2 separate regions of the Anas platyrhynchos genome follow, and region 1 is linked to region 2. A link is a contact called in public Hi-C data. All regions are on one chromosome and are shown on one strand. The core of a region is the stretch at or near the end of the contact, and the rest is flanking DNA. Distances in the headings are between cores, read along the strand shown.

What was found. Hi-C and Micro-C count contacts between places; a contact is called where the count stands out from the background.
Region 1: a contact with region 2 is called in a Hi-C map of liver, with 1.8 times the contacts expected there. The contact joins two enhancer-like sites. A contact is called at or near these places in 2 of 8 Hi-C or Micro-C datasets (liver and skeletal muscle).

The regions. Positions count from the first base shown.
Region 1 is chr19:8,024,805-8,029,568 of IASCAAS_PekinDuck_T2T, forward strand. All of the region lies in intron 6 of TNRC6C (trinucleotide repeat containing adaptor 6C), which reads left to right. Among named protein-coding and RNA genes, the nearest start is that of SEC14L1, 150 kb to the right of the region's middle. Within about 2 kb of position 2,892, at least 4 of the 8 cell types and tissues checked have an H3K27ac peak or open chromatin away from gene starts, as enhancers often do.
Region 2 is chr19:7,987,583-7,992,621 of IASCAAS_PekinDuck_T2T, forward strand. The region is part of intron 4 of TNRC6C (trinucleotide repeat containing adaptor 6C); the gene reads left to right. Among named protein-coding and RNA genes, the nearest start is that of TNRC6C, 180 kb to the left of the region's middle. Within about 2 kb of position 1,374, at least 2 of the 8 cell types and tissues checked have an H3K27ac peak or open chromatin away from gene starts, as enhancers often do.

The DNA.
Region 1 (4,764 bases), core at 1,642-4,141, 39 kb after region 2:
CCCGGTGCCGCACGCTAAGGCTTTATAACATAAATATGTTTTCTTTTTGATAAATGTTATCATTGTGTTGTTTTGCTATTATAAGAATCTTTAAACAAACATGAATTTGTTCTCACAGCTGACTGAGATAGCAGTTCTCTGATAGAGAAGTAATTACAATTTTACAATCTACAAAGAGCAGAATGTGAAGATAATTTGTACAGTCCCTGCTGTAACACTGGTTCAGAAGAGTAGAAAATGCTATAAAGGTGGGAGTGCATTAGGAGGAGAAATTTGCATATAGAAGAAGACAAAGCATGCAGAATGACTGTGGAGGCTTGAAGTTAACTCGTAGAGAAAAAAAACACAACACTTGGTTTCTTGTTTTTTCTTTCATGTGGGATGGCTGTAATGAGCCATCTTGAGTTTCTGGAGTTTTAGTTCAGTGAGGCAATGTCACAAGGATCTCTGTTCAACCCCTACCATTATGAAGTGAAGGAGAAAAATTTAGGGTAGCAAGTAAGTGTATGGATAATCCTTATTACAAGCTCTGTTTTGCTTTGTGAGCATTATTTATATTGGTCTGTGTTGATTTCGTAGTTTAGAGACTAATTGTGGCATGAGCATCAGTGTCTTTTTGCAGGAGAGTATGTCAAGGCTTGATACCCTGAACCCTGCAGCCAAGGACAGTTGTGAAGCTTTAGGTCTTCTATAGCTCTTGTGAAGTTACAGACTCTTCAGCATTCAAATAAACACCATTTTCAGACAATGAGGCACTGAAACTAGTGGTACTGGATTTTGGCAAAAAGTAATTCTCTTTTTAAAGAAAACAAACACAAAACTTGAGGGTTATTTGAAAATAAAGCGGAAACGATACTCTTCCTGATGTGCTCCTGTCCTGAGCAGGATTTACAGGACAGCTGACCTCTGAAGAAGCGAAGTGCTTCAGCTTCTTTGCGGAGTTGCTTCTTTTCCTTATAGCTCAAGTAAGCACCTCCAGTCTCATTCGGTGGTTGCCTTGGAAGGCTTCTCAGGTTCCTCAGCTGGGCATAGGAAAGTGGGTAAGAGCTCAAATCAGAGGTCCTGATAGTGTTGGTACTCCTCAGAGACAGTGCTTATCTCCTGCTTTATACAGTCTGTTGTAGTTTCCTATCATGAAAATTTAGGCATGTGCTTGTCTTATAAATACAGGCAGAGTATTTATCTGCTTTTCTATGTGGTTTCCCTTTTCTCAGTTTCCTCAATTAGAAAATGACGTGGGCTTATCAGATTTGAGATGGTAACAGCCCTACCTGTGCATATTTATTTTTAAAACAGGGTGAAAATGGGAGCTTTCAGACCCTAGGCACAAATGAAAGTATTTTTCAAATGCTGTAACCGTTGTACTGTTTAAAGGCAGTAGGACTACATGCTTTCTTCAGATTTGTCTTTACGATGTCCATTGCCTGATAAATTTCAAGTCTGGACATTATAAGAGTACCCTGTGAAGAGACTAAGAACAAATGAGGTAACACCAGTTTGGCTTTTCGCATCTGGAGCTAATTCTCTTGGTGCCCCTTGGTGCTAATGCCTCTCAGATAAATCCCTGACTTGCTTTCTGAAAGGCACAACAACTGCCAATACAGTTGTTGATAACTGTACATTCTAGAATATCAATTTTAGCACAGCTACACAATGATAATAGTGGCTGTTATGATCAAACTGCATGCTGTTTTATGATTATTTATCTGCCCACGGTGTGTACTTCCATACTCAGCAATAGACCTCTCTTTCTGTAATGGGCATTGCCTAATGTAGTACATTTAAACACGGAGACTGTGAGACAGTCAAACTGTTGCACTTTCTGACGTCACGACAGTTGAGACAATAGCATGCATTCTGTTCTTTATCAGCCTGCTTATTTAAAATTGGTAAATACGTATTCGATAGGCAGTTGTCTGAGATTTCTTGTCCACCAGAGCATATATGCCCTAGTACTGGAGAGCAGATGCATTTTTCATTTTTGACATGCCATCACTCTGTTCTGTGTTTGCTGAGAAGCATGGACCAGGAGCATCTCTTAGTTTTCTTTCCCACCCAGCAGCCCGAGATGTGTTTTCTTGCAAGTGATGTTATGGCTCTGCTTACTTATTGGTTCGGTTCTTTTACCTTCTGAACTAAAGTCTGTCATTAGCTTTTAGCCTTATTTAAAGATGTGTGTATATAAAGGCAGTTTCTTGTCTGCCTCAAGGACTATCTCATTTAGGTCACTCTTTCATGGGAAACACTCAGCTGCTGTGATGTTTTCTCCATGAAAACCTATCAACTTTCCTTCAACTGCAACGTGATGGCTACTTTCTATTGATAGATTATCACACCACTGCCTGGAGGAGGCTTGTATCCCATATAATATCTGTGGGATCTGCAAGTTACAAGCTTGAAGAGAGGTTCATCAGGCGAGAGCAAATGTCTTGGCTCAGTTTGGTACACGGGATGCCAGACTGTTTTGAGGCATATGCCAGCTTTCTAAGGTTTCTTGGTCCACTCCTTGGGAAGGATGAAACCAGCTTTATGCTGTGACACCGGTGCACATTCTCATGGTAGTTACTGTGCAGATGCTGGAGAGGGTTATTTTGGGAAAACGAAGGAAATGAAGAAGTGTTTTGATTCTTTTGCAAAGCGTGGAGCCTCTGGCTGGAGGGACCTTGTGTTCTCCTGCTGGCTATCTGGTGTTGACATTCCTCTGCTCTGAGAATCCGGTCTGCCTCCTGACTTCCTTGTGTTTTGCTAGATTATTTTAATGCTTTTCCTGAGTTGTTAGAGATGGTAGCCCATACTTTACGAATTCTGCACGACTACTTAAAGTGTCTGTTTAACCAGCTCACGCTTCGGTAAGTGCTCTGAAGCATTCTGGCCGTGTTTGTGCCGTGCATCCCATCATTCCAGTTCTTCCTGAACAGGTTTAGGCAGCGCAGTGCGCATTACCTTCCTGGAGGTGCTTACTCACACGGCTGATTGCAGGTCCAAGATCACCAGGAGAGGAGGTAATGTCCTTGCTAAGCATCCTGCCCTTGCTTTTGAAGCACGGCAGCAGGGGCTGACACTCAGCACTTGTGGGACCTGTGTTTAACAGCAACACCAAATGCTTTTGGCACTCCTCAGCTGCCCCGAGCATGTCGGCAACTATTGCTGCTCGCCCAAGGGGCCCGGCTGAACCTGAGGAATGGTTCCAGCTCTTGATGGCCTCTTCCTTGTTGGCAGTAGTAATTCTCCTGTCACATCACAGAGCTTCCTGAAGATCCATCCTCCCGTTTTCAGGATGCCCTTAACACTTCTGACATAGCAAAAGCAGCCAAATCCAAAGTGTCTTTTTTTTTTTCTTTCCAGTAGTTTTTACGGAGCCAGACCTTTGTCCTCTCCAAGGCTGTGCAGGCTCTCCCAGGACAGTTTTGAAGCATAGAGGTTACAAAGCTCCAGAATCGACAAGCCCTCAACTCCGTTAAAAACTCCAAATTTCACACTGAAGCCTTAGGCTCGCAGGACTGGCTACAGCCCTTCAGACAAACAAGAAGGGATTGTCTTACCCATGTCCGCACTGTCAGACAGGCCCAACAGATGTTCTTGAAAGACATTTTGTTTATTGTTGGAAAGTAGTCTCGGGCTCAGCCTGAACAGTCTTTCCTGTAATTTAAGCCCATTCTTGTCTGATTTGCCGGTAAGTGCAGAGCAGAGCAGGCCTTCCCCTCCCCGCAGCAGCCTTTTGTGTGTCCTCTTTTTGACTCAAGCCTTCGTGCAGCCTCTCTTCGTGCTGGTGTTTTCAAGCCATTTTTCAAACCATAGTCATTTATGTTTCTCTCCTCTAGAAATCCTTCCACTTGGTCTAGAATTATTTTTAAATGCAATATCTGTAATTGGAGGATTATTAAATAACGTCTGAGTTAAGCTATGTAGCAGTAATTTTACTACTGCTGTTTACAAGGAAAATCCGAGTCCTTTTTATGCCTTTCAAGCTGAGTCCGGCGTTCAGCTCTGTAATCTGAACTGCCTCATAGCAGTGCTGCTGCTGGTTCTTGTAGCTCAGTTATTTCTCTCTGAACTCAGCTTGCATTAAGGAGCTCCTAAATTTCAGGTGGCCTCTTCTCTAATTCCGTAAGCATCTTGAATTGATAACGCGGAGTTTCTTCCAACTCTCCTTTCCCCCTCTTTCCTCTTTGTTCTCTAACCGTTTGCTCTCTGCAGGTAGACCTCTGAAGTAGACATTCAGATCTATCACTTGCTGTAATTCCCAGCAGCTCGCGCTGCAGTTGTTTAGGCCCAGTTGGCAGAAGATGAGAAGGCTTCCTGAGGGTGCTGCAGGTGCTGGGCCCACCCAGCCCTCCTTCAGCTCTTCTCAAGCACGTCTGAGGGAGGCTGTTCTCGTCCCCTCTGTCTGTCTGGCATCTCTCCTCAACAAGAGAAAGTCTTCTGAACGAAACAGAAAGAAAATAATATATCCAATGCTATATTTCTGACATGGGCTCCATACTTTAATATCTGCCATCTTCCAAGAGTCATGATTTTTTTTGTTTGTTTGTTCTATAGTTATTTCTGATTTGTGCAATAGTTACTGTGGGAAATCAAATCTTGGAGATAATCTTCAGTTGCCTCAGTTGTTCAGTTCTGATGTTCTTTTTTCCTTCCCAGAGAATGTGAACCAGACCAGGGTGCCCATTCTTCACCTTTTTTCTCCTTTGCCAAACAGCAAGCCCCATGGCTCTGTCTCACCTTTCGTTCAGTATACATTTCAGAAATGTGTTGCCTTGGCAG
Region 2 (5,039 bases), core at 124-2,623:
TGATAGCAGTGATATTTGGGAGAGACAGATGGAAGGCACTTTTTATTTTCTGCAGACACTTCATGATCCAAGCTGCTCATATTGTATAAGAGAGGCCAGATGCCTTGTTAATTCATAGACATGTTTACAGCATGGAGCTTCTAATAGGTGAATATGAATACTAAATAGTGATTAGTGCTTGTCTGACAGACGTCTCCCTCCTGACTGAAATTGGATCTAAGTTTGACCTTTGGTGAGGGAGGAAGGTATTCCGGTATATAACAAGCTTTTTATTTATTTATTTATTATCTTCTCTGCATGTAGAAAGCCAAATCCTTCTCCCTTCAGCTGAAGGATAGATCTGCCCTTCAGACGTGCGTCCCTGTCCCCGTGCCACCGCGGCTGCCTTGGGGTCCTGAAACCAAACCAGGATTAAAGGATTAGGGATGGGAGAGTCCACGGGCAGGGAAAAAAAAATTAGCAGAGAGACTTAATTTAAGTGTAATCTGCAGTGCTGCTGGTGGAAGGGGCAGCATCCCTAAGGCATGGGCCACAGAGCAGCACGGAGATGCTGGGGGCCGTTTGTCCCATCCATGAGGCTCTGCATCTCCTCCCTGCAGGACCCCAGCCGTCCTTGCAGGAAAAAGTCATCGAGGAGAAGTATCCAGGGGATCATTAGCTGTCCTCGATGTGATATAGGCCCTGAAAACAAGAAGTGACCCAGGACCCCAGGAGGAGAGCGCTGTTCAGGGCAGGGGCAGCAGAGTGGTTTGTGGAAAAGAAAGCGAGGAAAGCAGAAGCAAGTCTCAAAAGTATTTTTTGGGGGGTAAACTGTTCTTTGGAGATAAGCAAGCACACACCTCTCATCATTTCTGAAGGAGGCCCTCGCACTTAGGGAATTGCAGCTTGCCTTTGGGAGGCTTGGGGGGTTCTGGGTGAGCTGCAAAGCGAGGGCTGGCCCATGTAAGGACCTCCCTGGGGAACGTGACAGGTACTCTGCCCCCCTCAGTGCCATGGGGGCAGCCGAGGACGTTCATTGTGTTTGATGAGCATCGGAGCTCATCACGGAGCTTTCCCCACGGCGGCAGGCACCCAGGACACAGCAGCTGCATGTGAAGTGGCCGGATCCTGCCTCCTCCATGCTGGCTTTGAGCCTGCAAACCAGCACTGCCGACTCCTCAGGAGACACAGACACAGCCCCTGCTCGTGATCACAGCAGGGTACAGCGCTTGGCTTGACTTGCTTTTATCCTTTCCTTTGCACTTTGTCCTGAAAGTGAGTTAAGCTTATTCCCCAATTAAGCCAGGACAGGATAAAATGTTTGCTCGGGGGAGGACTCTGTTTTGCTTTGTTTTTAAAAGGCTTGCTCTTGCTGTGAATGTGTTGGGTACAGCTGTCTGCAGAGGAAATCGTGTGGTTTTCTTCCCCTGCTTGTTGTTCAGATGTGAAGGTGCCGGGGATGTCTGCGCCCGGGGCAAGCCCAGCTCGGCTGTGAGGCAGCCACGGCCCCTGGCCTGCTCCCAGCCTCCCCCCACAGCGACACGGCTTTGGCAAACACACTCAAGGAGTAAACCTCTTGCTCCACGGACCAAAAGCCACATTTGCCCTCACACTGTGGCCTCTTGGCATGCAAAAAGGCCGATGAGTGAACAAGAAGGGAGGTCCTGGGCTAGGCCGCAGCGGGGCCACGCTCCCTCAGGTGGGAGCTGGCGGGGCAGGGACCTGGCCTTGGCCCTGGGGAGGAGGAGGAGGAGGAAGAGGAATTGCTGCATGAAACACCACAAAGCCTTGCTGGGAGCAGTGCTTTGGCAGCCAGAATCAGAACGATGTGCATCTATTGTCCACGTGTATAAATTACAGAAGCCTGTTGCAGGTTCTTCAGGGGTGCCAAAATGGCTCCTCGGTTCTGCGTCCCTAATGTTTGCACAGAGGCCCCGGCTCGGCTCCGGCTCTGAAGTTTGCCAAAGAAAATGACGGTGTTTGGAGCTGGGACGTTGGCTCAGACCTATCCTGAGTAATATTGTTTCTCTTGCTGCTGAAACCATCATGTGGTGCACTTGGTGGTGATGTCAGGTACTTGGGGACTGTAATTACTGTGTAACCCAGCAGCCTGCTGAGAGATGTCTCAGGAGGGGCAGCCATAGGGGAAAGAAAGAAAGAAAGAAAGAAAGAAAGAAAGTTCTTTATGAAATGCAGATGTTTTTAAATAGCTGTAATTAACTGAAAGGGATGCAGAGCGTTGCAGATATAAAAGCTAAATAGGCTTTTGTTTTTAGCCTTTTGCTGTGTGCTTTGAGGGGTCACTCAGTTGTGGTGCACAATTCCAGTCCTGTTTCATTGCCCCCTGCATCACCCTCGTGGTTTGGGTTCGGATTTTGTCAGGTTGCTTTTCCTTCCCCATCCGAAAGCTGAAAACCACCCAAATGTTGTGTGCAGGGCTCCATCCCCCCGCAGCGCTGCCTGGACAGTGGGTTCGGGGGAAGTGGGGAACGAGGCGGGACGGAGACCGTGGAAAAGAAAAACAAAACCCCCAGCGCCCGTAGCTGAATAGGAGCGGGCTCTCCAACCCCAAGTTATGAATTTTGTCAATGAAATTAGCCAACAATGTTTGGGAAAGAATAAAAATAAAGCAGCATGGGCTCAAAGGAAAGCCAGCAGAGCCGGGCAGTGAATGGGGGCTTTGTTCGGCCCCGACCCCTTCAATAGGCAGCCGGGAGCCCTGTGAGTCACTGCGAGGCGCTGGGGCTCCGCTAATGGGCCAGCGGAAAAATCCGCCTTGCTCTCGTTTGTCAGGCTGGCCAGCAAAAGGATAAAGTTAATTTACTGGTAAAGTCAGTTTGTTGGGTACGAAGAGGAAACCAGAGGCATGCTACTATAAATGTGTGGGCAGGAGGGGCTGTGCAAGGCAGGGGCTGTTCCTCTCCCCTCTTGGAGCTCGGTGTCCCCACTACCACCCGCAGCAGTGGATGCGGGCGTGGGGATGTGCGGCACCCCAGGCACTGCCTGTGTGTTGGGGTGCCACCAGCATGAGGGGCTACAGCTTTGTGCAAAACCACCTTTGTGTGTAACGTGGGTTTTTGCACGAGCAAACAGCACCGGCATGTTTTTGTGGGAGTACCTGCTGTTCCCAAACAAAGGACTCCTTTCTCCCAAGCAAGCAGGGGCTGGTGTGTGCTGAATGCAACCTTCAGCCTTTGTTCTGCAATACCTCAAGTGCCCCTGCTCCTTGGTGCTGGCATCCTGCAGATATAGGATGGGAGGAGACGGTGCATTCCCGGGGGCTTGGCTTGCTCTGGTCAGCATCCACCCACCACGCATGAACCTGCGCTAGGTCCGGCTTTGCTGCCTCCCAGCAGACGTTTGGTCCCATCACCACCACAAGCCTTGTCCCATAACCCGGTCTCAGATAAAGCAGAGAGGCTTCAGAACAGTTTGGGGATCACAAGTCATTCAGGAGGAAATTTTAATACTTTGTTACAGTGGTTTAAAATCTGGGTTAAGCCCAGAAACAACAGCACGGAGGAAGCCACGGAGGGTATGGAACAAAACTGTGACATCTCCCCTCTCTCACGTTGAGAGGCCATGTTGTGACCGAAGTAATCCTCCTTTCTGCTCACATCACCTTTCTGGATTTATCATTTTAATGTTCTCTGGGCCACCAAGCCCCACAGCTGTAAATTAATTTTTAAAGTAATACAGGTTTTAAAACTTCCATCTGCTTTAATGAGCTTGGGGGAATCCTGTTGTATTAAAAAACATGCATGCAATTATTTTTCCATCTTGGGCTTCACCAGTTCCCAGTACCACTCTGCGATGACATCTTCTTCCCCTCTCCAAAGTGTTTTCTTGTGATAATGTGGCATTGTATCCTGATGGTGTGTGTTTTGCCGCACATGGGCAAGGCTAGAGAGGACTCCTCTAAGGACGAGGCAGGATCATTAGCAGGTACCTCGGTGGCTTCCCCGTCACCTTTCCATTAATCCAGTTCTGCATCACAGAATTACGAAGCGGCTAATGAACAGCTCCAGCGCCGGGAGCCTGGAGGTACCGTATTAACCGGACGTCTCTTTGAACTGCATGATTTCTGGTGGGAAAACCTCATGGAAAAACGAGGCGGTGTTTGTTTTCACAGCCTTCTGTGTCTGTTTTTAAATATTTTCTCACAGTAGTTCTGTTTCCTTTTTTTTTTTTTTTATTAGCAATTAGCCTAATAAGCCACCTTTTCATTGCTCCGCATGTAGATTAACCACTTCAGAGAGTACAAAATAAACATTTTGCAATGCATGTATGTATCTTCTGGAAAAGATGAGTAACCTGCTTCCACAGAGACTACGTCCTCCTAGCATCAGGGTTTTGCTCTAATCATTAGTGCCCGGGTTGATTTTTTTTTCTTTCATTTCCCCTAAGACGGCTTCTTACAGCATTCGTTAACCTGAATTTTGAAAACAATTAGTTCTTATTTAGCCAGTGCATTCAAATTGACTTTCTTCATATGTAACAAATAAATAGCCTGGGAATGTGCAACCACCTCGCGGTACATCAACATTCAGAAGATTTGTCTCTGCTGAGATCAGCCAGCATTGAGCAACCCCAGCAGATTCCAGCAGCTGCATTAAAGGTGAGCCCACAGCAGGCAGCGCTTCCATTGGACCTGGATGGGCATTTGGGAGGAGGGGGAGATCCCAAAAGAGCACATGTGCGAGGAATCAGTATGCTGATGGAAATCAAGCCCCGCTTAACAGCTAAGTGACAGCGGCTGAAACACCGAAGGGCATCCCGATGGGTGACAATGGCTTGTTAAAAGAACAATGTGGCTTGTTTTTTTGAACTTGCAGACAGTTTCAGAGTAAATTGTTCCGTAACCAGTAGGGTAAATTAAGTCTTTTCTCTAAATCTGAGATAAGCCCCTATCTCTTTCCTACTCCAGCACCCACAGCTCCTCTGCCATCCCCTGGGGAAATGCCAGTGGTGACAAGGACAGGGCCAGCACGATGCAGAGCAGCCTGGTGCTGCCTGTCAGTCAAACAAGAAGTGGGGACATTCATCTGGTCTTTTTTCAT